Linked DNA regions of Mus musculus: region 2 is linked to region 1. The links are chromatin contacts, called in public Hi-C maps. All regions are on one chromosome and are shown on one strand. The core of a region is the stretch at or near the end of the contact, and the rest is flanking DNA. Distances in the headings are between cores, read along the strand shown.

Region 1 (3,607 bases), core at 772-3,271:
TAATTGTAACATTTTCCATTTTTAACCTCCTACTGTTACAAATAAAGGTACCAAGTCCACACATTTTTATACCTGACAACTAAGACTCTTTGAGGGAGTTTACCATGTTTTCTTTTACTTCTTATTCTCACCAGTTTGTAACATTTTCTGGTTTGTGGGAGCTCAGGCTCCTTGGACCTTTACTGAGAGGATTATTTGAGGCAAAGGTTTTTAAGGGCAATCCTTTCTAGAAGACTCGATTTTTTTTTAAAGATTTATTTATTATTATACCTAAGTACACTGTAGCTGTCTTCAGACACACCAGAAGAGGGTGTCAGATCTCATTACGGGTAGTTGTGAGCCACCATATGGTTGCTGGGATTTGAACCCAGGACCTTCGGTAAAGCAGTCTGTGCTCTTACCCACTGAGCCATCTCGCCAGCCCAAGACTCAAATTTTTGATAGGCAAACCAAACAATACCCAAAAAAAGAACAATTCTTTTAATATTTTTTAAAAATTTTTTTTCTTTTTTTTTTTTTTGGTTTTTCGAGACAGGATTTCTCTGTGTAGCCCTGGCTGTCCTGGAACTCAACTCTGTAGACCAGGCTGGCCTCAAACTCAGAAATCCGCCTGCCTCTGCCTCCCGAGTGCTGGGATTAAAGGCGTGCGCCACCAAGCCCGGCTTTAAATTTTTAATTAAGAAACTTTCCAGGTTGAAGAGAAAGCTGGTAAAGCAGGGCCCTACAAACTTGGCAACCTGAACTTTATCTCTAGAACTCAGGAGATGATGTACAGAGGAGCACTGCAGCATGTATTAAGCTAGCTGGCCCACAATCTTCCAGCCATGTCTCCACCTGTCTCTTGGTTAGGGTATTCTGGGACTAGAGATACTACTACTACTACTACTGTCTGGAGGTTTTTATATGGGATCTGAGAATCCAATCCCAGTTTTCAGGCTTGTCAGCAAGCGTTTTACCCACTGAGCTATCTTCTTAGTCCCTAAGTACACACAAACATACATGTTAAATGTATATTCACATATACATATACATACATAAACACATGCATGCACAGGCACACATACATTCAAGTGCTTTAGTATAATCTGCAGTTTCTCAAACCCACTGGGGACTTAGATGTACTCTTCATGGTAAGAGGAACTCCTGCAGACTGGAGGTTGTCTTACGGCTTGCCGTGGTTTGAATGAGAACGGCACCATAGACTCATATGTCTGAATGCTTGGTTCCCAGATGGTGGAACTGTTGAGAAAGGAGTAAGAGATGTGACCTTCCTGGAGAAGGTGTGCCACTTGGTCTCACAGCCCAGTTAGCCTCTGCCTCTATCTGCTGTGTTCACATATGAGGTGTGAGCTCTCAGCTAAGGCTCCAGCCTTCTTCCTTCTTTGTCTGCCTTCTGCCACAATGGTATGGTCCCTAATCCTCATGAATTGCAAACCATAGTAAGCTATTTCTTCTATAAGTTTCCTTGATTGTGGTATATCTTTGCAGCAATAGAAAAGTAACAAAGACAGGGCTGGATCTGTGAGTGCCAATTTATAAAAAAGACAGACACTTCTTTGGATGATGAAAATATCTGCAACCAGATGGTAGTGATGGTTAAAAATGCTATAAATTTAGTAAAAGTAATGTAATTTGCCACAATGAGCAAATTTTATGGTATGTTTATGATGCATATACTTCAAATTTGTTAAGATAACTTTATGTGTTTCTTAAACATTTTTATCTTATTTTATGTGTATGGGTGTTTGCCTATATGTATGTCTGTGTACTATGGTTGTGGAGGACTCAGAGACCATAAGACTGCTTTGGATCCCCTGAGAGAGACAGTCATGAGGTATCATGTATGTGCTGGGAATTAAACTCAGGTTTTCTGAAGAACAACCAGTCTCTTAACCACTCAGCCATCTCCCTAGCCCAATTTTATGTGTCTTTAACCTAATTAAAAAAGGAGGAAGAAGAGAAAGAGAGAACTGGGGAAATGACTTAGTTGGCAAAGTTCTTGCTTTGCAAGCATGAGGAACTTGGTGCTGACTCCCACCCCTCATGTAAAAGCTGAGCATGACAGACAGCACTTCTGTAACCCCAGTGCTGGGGATGGACAAAAAGACAGACAGACCAATGAGCTCAAAGAGAGGGGTGGAGGGAGAGAGAGGGAGGGAGAGAGAAAGACAGAGACAGACAGGCAGGCAGGCAGACAGACAGACAGGGGACACAGTTGTGTTGCTGAGTACTTGCCTAGGATAGATGATGTACTAGGTTTGATTCCCAGCACTACATAAACTAGGTACAGTAGTCTATGCCTACAATCCCAGTGCTGGACAAGTAAAGACTGTATGATTAGAGGCTCAGGAAATTCATGGGGCTAGGGAGATGGCTGGTTATGAAAAATACTTGCCAAAAAATTAAATAAATAAATAAATAAATAAATAAATAAAACCCCCAAAACAAAAAGACAACAAAAAAAGAAAAAGAAAGTAAAATACTTGCTATATAAGCATGAGGATTAGAGTTAAAAGCCCAGAACTCACATGAAAACCAGGGGATATATGACGGTTCACCTGTAATCCCAGTGTTTGGAAGGTGAAGACAGTGGATCCCTGGAATAAGCTAGCAAGCTAAGCAACCAGAATTGCAAAGTTCCTGGTTCAGCAAGAGACCTTGCCTCCGCAGAAACAGAGTGGGGAGCAGCTGAGGAAGACACCCAACATCAGCCTGACCTCTGCGTGTCTGCATGCCTCATATAACCCACCTCGCTAAGAATGGTTTCAGTCACTGAGCAATCCTCCTGACTTAGGCTCCACAGTGCTTATATTACAGACATGATCTACTTTCTATGGCTTGTTATTCTTTTTAATAAATCTTATCTTTATTTTATAAATAATTTAATACCATTTAATTTTTTGAATTAAATTAATCTAAAGATAAATTACAACTTACTGTTATGGGCTGACGAGATGGCTCAGTTGGCACAATAGCTGCTGAATCAATGTAAACAGCCATGAGCGGTGAGTGGTGCACGGCTGCAATGTCTGAGAGGCAGAGAGACAGGAGGATCCCTAAAGCTTTTGGTTAAATTAGCATGTTCCAGGTTCTGTGAGCAACCTTGTCTCAAAAAATAAGGTAGAAGGCTGGGGAGAGGCTTCAGTGGGGAGGATACCTGCTGCCAAGCTTGACGACCTGTTCGATAGCCAGTGCCCACACAGCAGAGACAATCAGCTCTCACAAAGTTTACTCTCATGTGAACACACAAAATACATAAAATGTAATAAAAAAGAATAAGGTAGGGCTGGAGAGATGGCTCAGCAGTTAAGAGCACTGATTGCTCTTCCTGGGTCCTGAGTTCAAATCCCAGCAACCACATGGTGGCTCACAACCATCTGTAATGAGATCTGATGCCCTCTTCTGGTGTGTCTGAAGACAGCTACAGTGTACTTATAATAAATACATAAATAAATAAATACATCTTTTTTTAAAAAAAAAAGAATAAGGTAGCGAATAATTAAAAACACATACCTGGCCGGGCGTGGTGGCGCACGGCTTTAATCCCAGCACTCGGGAGGCAGAGGCAGGCGGATTTCTGAGTTCGAGGCCAGCCTGGTCTACAGAG
Region 2 (3,607 bases), core at 171-2,670, 150 kb before region 1:
GCTTGCCTAGTGTGCTTGGAACTGAGGCCTGGGTCCCCAGCTGCATACGCCAGGTATGGCAATCTATGCCTGCAATGCCTGAACTGGAGAGGCAGATGTGGAAGGTTATACATTTAAGGTTATCCTTGCCTTTTGGAGAGTTCAAAACCATCTTTGGCTACTACAAAAACAAGCAAAATCAGAAATCAAACCAAACCAAAGACACTTGACCTTCTGGTACAGACAAACACCTGTTCTCATGACCCCATGGGAAAGGCCTCTAGGGTCTTTAACAGCAAACCGTATGCCACGTGGTCCCTCCGTGTGAAAACCCTATGTCACATGGTCCCTCCATGTGCTGCTCACGTGCTTTACCTCATACAAGCTATCCAGGCATGCTACACACAGTCAGCACACTTTGTCCCTGCTGGCTTCAATCCAAACTAGTCCAGCCTAGGAGGAAGCAGCCACCTTACCAGCACTTGAAGAGCACCAGGCCTGGGCCCCAATCCCAGCAGGAAGCACGATGTGCACAGAACAGACCTCCTACTCTGCTGGACCCATATCTAGGTTTGGCTCCCACCTTCCCATGAAGCTCAGTACAGCTTTGTGGAAAGCAAGTTATCAATATAGCATTCTAAAATGGAGGGTATGCTTTCTGCTCTGAGCCTGCCTGTGGGCTGTTCGTACCACTGGGCAGGGAACTGATACACTGATTGGGTGGACAGATGGTCTGGGCCATGCCCTCAGTGACTCCAGGAAGGTCTATCAAGAGGTTTATTCTTGCATCTGTCAGGGGCCTGTCAGTGCCTAAGACGGGTTAAGCAAAGGAATGTGGGCTATGCTTCTCAAATCTGCAAGCAGCACCGATGTCGTCGAATGTCAGCTAATACTGAAATGCAAGAACCTGTGCTGTAGTAACCGGAGCAGCTGGAAACAGCAGCACATTTAGTGGGAACAGATTTGAGCCCAGATTGGCCTCCTCATCCGAGGGGAGGGGGAGACAAAAGGGAAGGGGAGATGAGGGGGGGAGAGGGGGAGACGGAGTGGGAGGGGGAGATGAGGGGGGGAGAGGGAGGAGTCTCAATTAGCCCCTCAAGAACTGTAGCAGGAGTGGGGGGGGGCAGAAATTATAGACGGGTTTTGCAAAGAGCAGGGCTGGGCTGAGCAGGAACTTACACTGTTTACTAGTCACCTTGAACTTAGCCTCTCTGCAGCCTGCATTCCTTATCCATAAGATGGAAATCATGCTTGCTCCACAGCTGGAGCTTGAGAACTAAGTAAGGCGATAGAGGAAGCTGGGAACAGTGACAGTCACTGGGGAACGGCTTACTTCCTCCTGCCTCCATACTAGAATGTTTCACAGGGGCCAGCATTCCCAGCCCGCCAGCAGAGGCCCCCTCCTGGCCTCCAGCAAATCCCAGCTCTCTCTCCTCCATGTGCAGCCATCACTCACAAGCAGACAGATCCCAACATCTGGCTACCGCCGTTGCTATGGTGAGCTATGTGGATGCTGGGGCGGCAGACTTTTCCAAATTGCAAGGTGGACTATGTCATTCTACAGAGCTTTAACCCTCTCTGAGGGGGACCCCAGGGACCTGGAGGATCAAGCCCAACTCCTAGTCTTTGTAAAGGTCCCTGGGCTCTTGCTGAACTGCCTGTGTTTCCTTTCTATCCCAGGGCCCCAACATAGGCAGCGGGTGCAAAAGCAGCTGCTTCCCCAGGCACAGCTACTCCTCCTGCCTAACCCACCTTCCCTGAAGGCTTCCCGGGCTTGCTTTCCCTACCTAGACTGAACGGATAGGTCCTGACAGCCACCCACCCCTGCAATGCTATGAGCTCTTTGAATCGAGTAACCAGAGCTGCTGTTTTTCATTTTGGAGGCAGAGTCTCCCCATGAATTTGAGGCTGACCTCAGACTTGCAATCCTCCTGCCTCCCAGTGCCGGTGCACTAATGTGCTTGGCCAGCAGGGACTTCTCGAGAGGTGAAGGCAGGAGGGTCAGAATTTCTAGGCCAGCCTAGAGTACTTGAGTTTCTGTTCTAAAAACCAACAACAGAAAAGAAAAGAAAAGAAAAGAAAAGAAAAGAAAAGAGAAGAGAAGAAAAGAAAAGAAGAGAAAAGAAAAGGAAAAAAAAGCCTAGCCTGACAGATACTGGGCAACCCTTAGATGAGTGACAGTCACATAGCAGATACTCAGTAAAGAGTAGAGTCCACGCCAGGCGTGGTGGCGCATGCCTTTAATCCCAGCACTCGGGAGGCAGAGGCAGGCGGATTTCTGAGTTTGAGGTCAGCCTGGTCTACAGAGTGAGTTCCAGGACAGCCAGGGCTACACAGAGAAACCCTGTCTCGAAACAAACAAACAAACAAAAAAGAATAGAGTCCACATGCACAAAAGAGACTCACATACAAACCTACAGCGCACAGGGCACAAAGGCACATAGATCTCTATGTCTCCACAGTCACAAACAGGTTGAGCCCAGCCTGGTCTAAAACTTATTATGTAGCCTAAGCTGGCCTCAAAGTACAATAGTCTCCCTCCTCAGTGCGCTAATAGGCATGAGCCAGCACACCTGTTTTGTTTTGCATTGTGTGTTGAGGGAGGCTCTCACTGTATAACTCAGAGTGTCCATGAGTTTGTGGTCCTCCAGGCTGCACGTCTCAAGTGTCAGGGATCTGCTCAACCCCCAACCTTAAACAGATCATCTACACCTTAAATGGAATTGTCACTTTCCTTTTCTGGAAGTCTTTACAGCTTTGGGGAACCTTCAGCTAGGGTGGGCTGTTAGGTTAAGTGGTTCCCACCAGCCTCACTCTAAAATTCTGAGGCTATGATTTGACCTACATTTTAGCACAGCTCACTGGATGGATTATTTTAAGTCACACACATCTTTGCCTTCTGACAAGCTGGGCTATGCCAATAATTGCTCACATTTGTACAATACAGCAAAATCAGCAAAGGATTTCCACATATGCTTTTTTGTTGTTGGGTTTTGAAACAGGCTCCCAAGTGCCTGAGCCAGCCTGGAACCCGACAGGCAGCTGAGACAGGCTTGGACTTCTGATCCTCTCTCCTCTATCTCCCGAGTGCTGGGGTTACAAGCCTGCTCTTCATTTTATGTTTATGATTGACAGAAACCACAGTAGGTGTCATGTTCTCCCATCACACAGGTGGTAAAGTGAAGCTCAGAGCGATTCTGAGATTTGCAGAAGGCAAAGGCGAAGCCTTAAGAATCAACAGTCCCAGCTTCTCATTTCCAGCCTGCGGGTCTTTTAAGCCTCTATATCTGCCTATGCCATGTTCTATGCACACACAGTGAAAACACAGTAGTGCATACTGAATGCACACCTTATTCACTGACATGCAAACACACCCACACACACTTGCCTCTCTGGGCCTAGGCATAGGCTCTTGTCCCCCAAAAGAAGCCCTTCCCCAGAAACAGAGAGACATCCATGCTCCCGTTAGTGCTGAGAGCAGAAGCCACTGACCCAGAATCTGAACAGATGCCTCAAGTTGGTGTTTGAGTCAAGGGGATGAACTTGCCAGATCTAGCCAGCTACTTGCCCAGGCCTCCCAGGACAATAAGCATGCAGCCTTTGCCAGCTGGCTGACCTCCCAGGAACT

The links. Hi-C and Micro-C count contacts between places; a contact is called where the count stands out from the background.
Region 2: a contact with region 1 is called in a Hi-C map of bone marrow-derived macrophages, with 2.0 times the contacts expected there. The contact joins two enhancer-like sites. A contact is called at or near these places in 11 of 39 promoter capture datasets (the 3T3-L1 cell line, 3T3-L1-derived adipocytes, the C10 cell line and 5 more), 13 of 484 Hi-C or Micro-C datasets (B cells, CD4 T cells, Th17 cells and 9 more), 6 of 115 datasets of contacts at active chromatin or transcription factors (Th17 cells, astrocytes, embryonic stem cells and 3 more) and 3 of 9 other capture datasets (adipose tissue, liver and pancreatic islet).

What each region holds. Positions count from the first base shown.
Region 1 is chr12:3,696,640-3,700,246 of GRCm38.p6, reverse strand. All of the region lies in intron 9 of Dtnb (dystrobrevin, beta), which reads right to left. Among named protein-coding and RNA genes, the nearest start is that of Dnmt3a, 110 kb to the left of the region's middle. Within about 2 kb of position 2,021, at least 9 of the 459 cell types and tissues checked have an H3K27ac peak or open chromatin away from gene starts, as enhancers often do. A contact at or near this core is called in bone marrow-derived macrophages, where this site is marked.
Region 2 is chr12:3,841,309-3,844,915 of GRCm38.p6, reverse strand. All of the region lies in intron 2 of Dnmt3a (DNA methyltransferase 3A), which reads right to left. Among named protein-coding and RNA genes, the nearest start is that of Dnmt3aos, 19 kb to the left of the region's middle. Within about 2 kb of position 1,420, at least 26 of the 459 cell types and tissues checked have an H3K27ac peak or open chromatin away from gene starts, as enhancers often do. A contact at or near this core is called in bone marrow-derived macrophages, where this site is marked.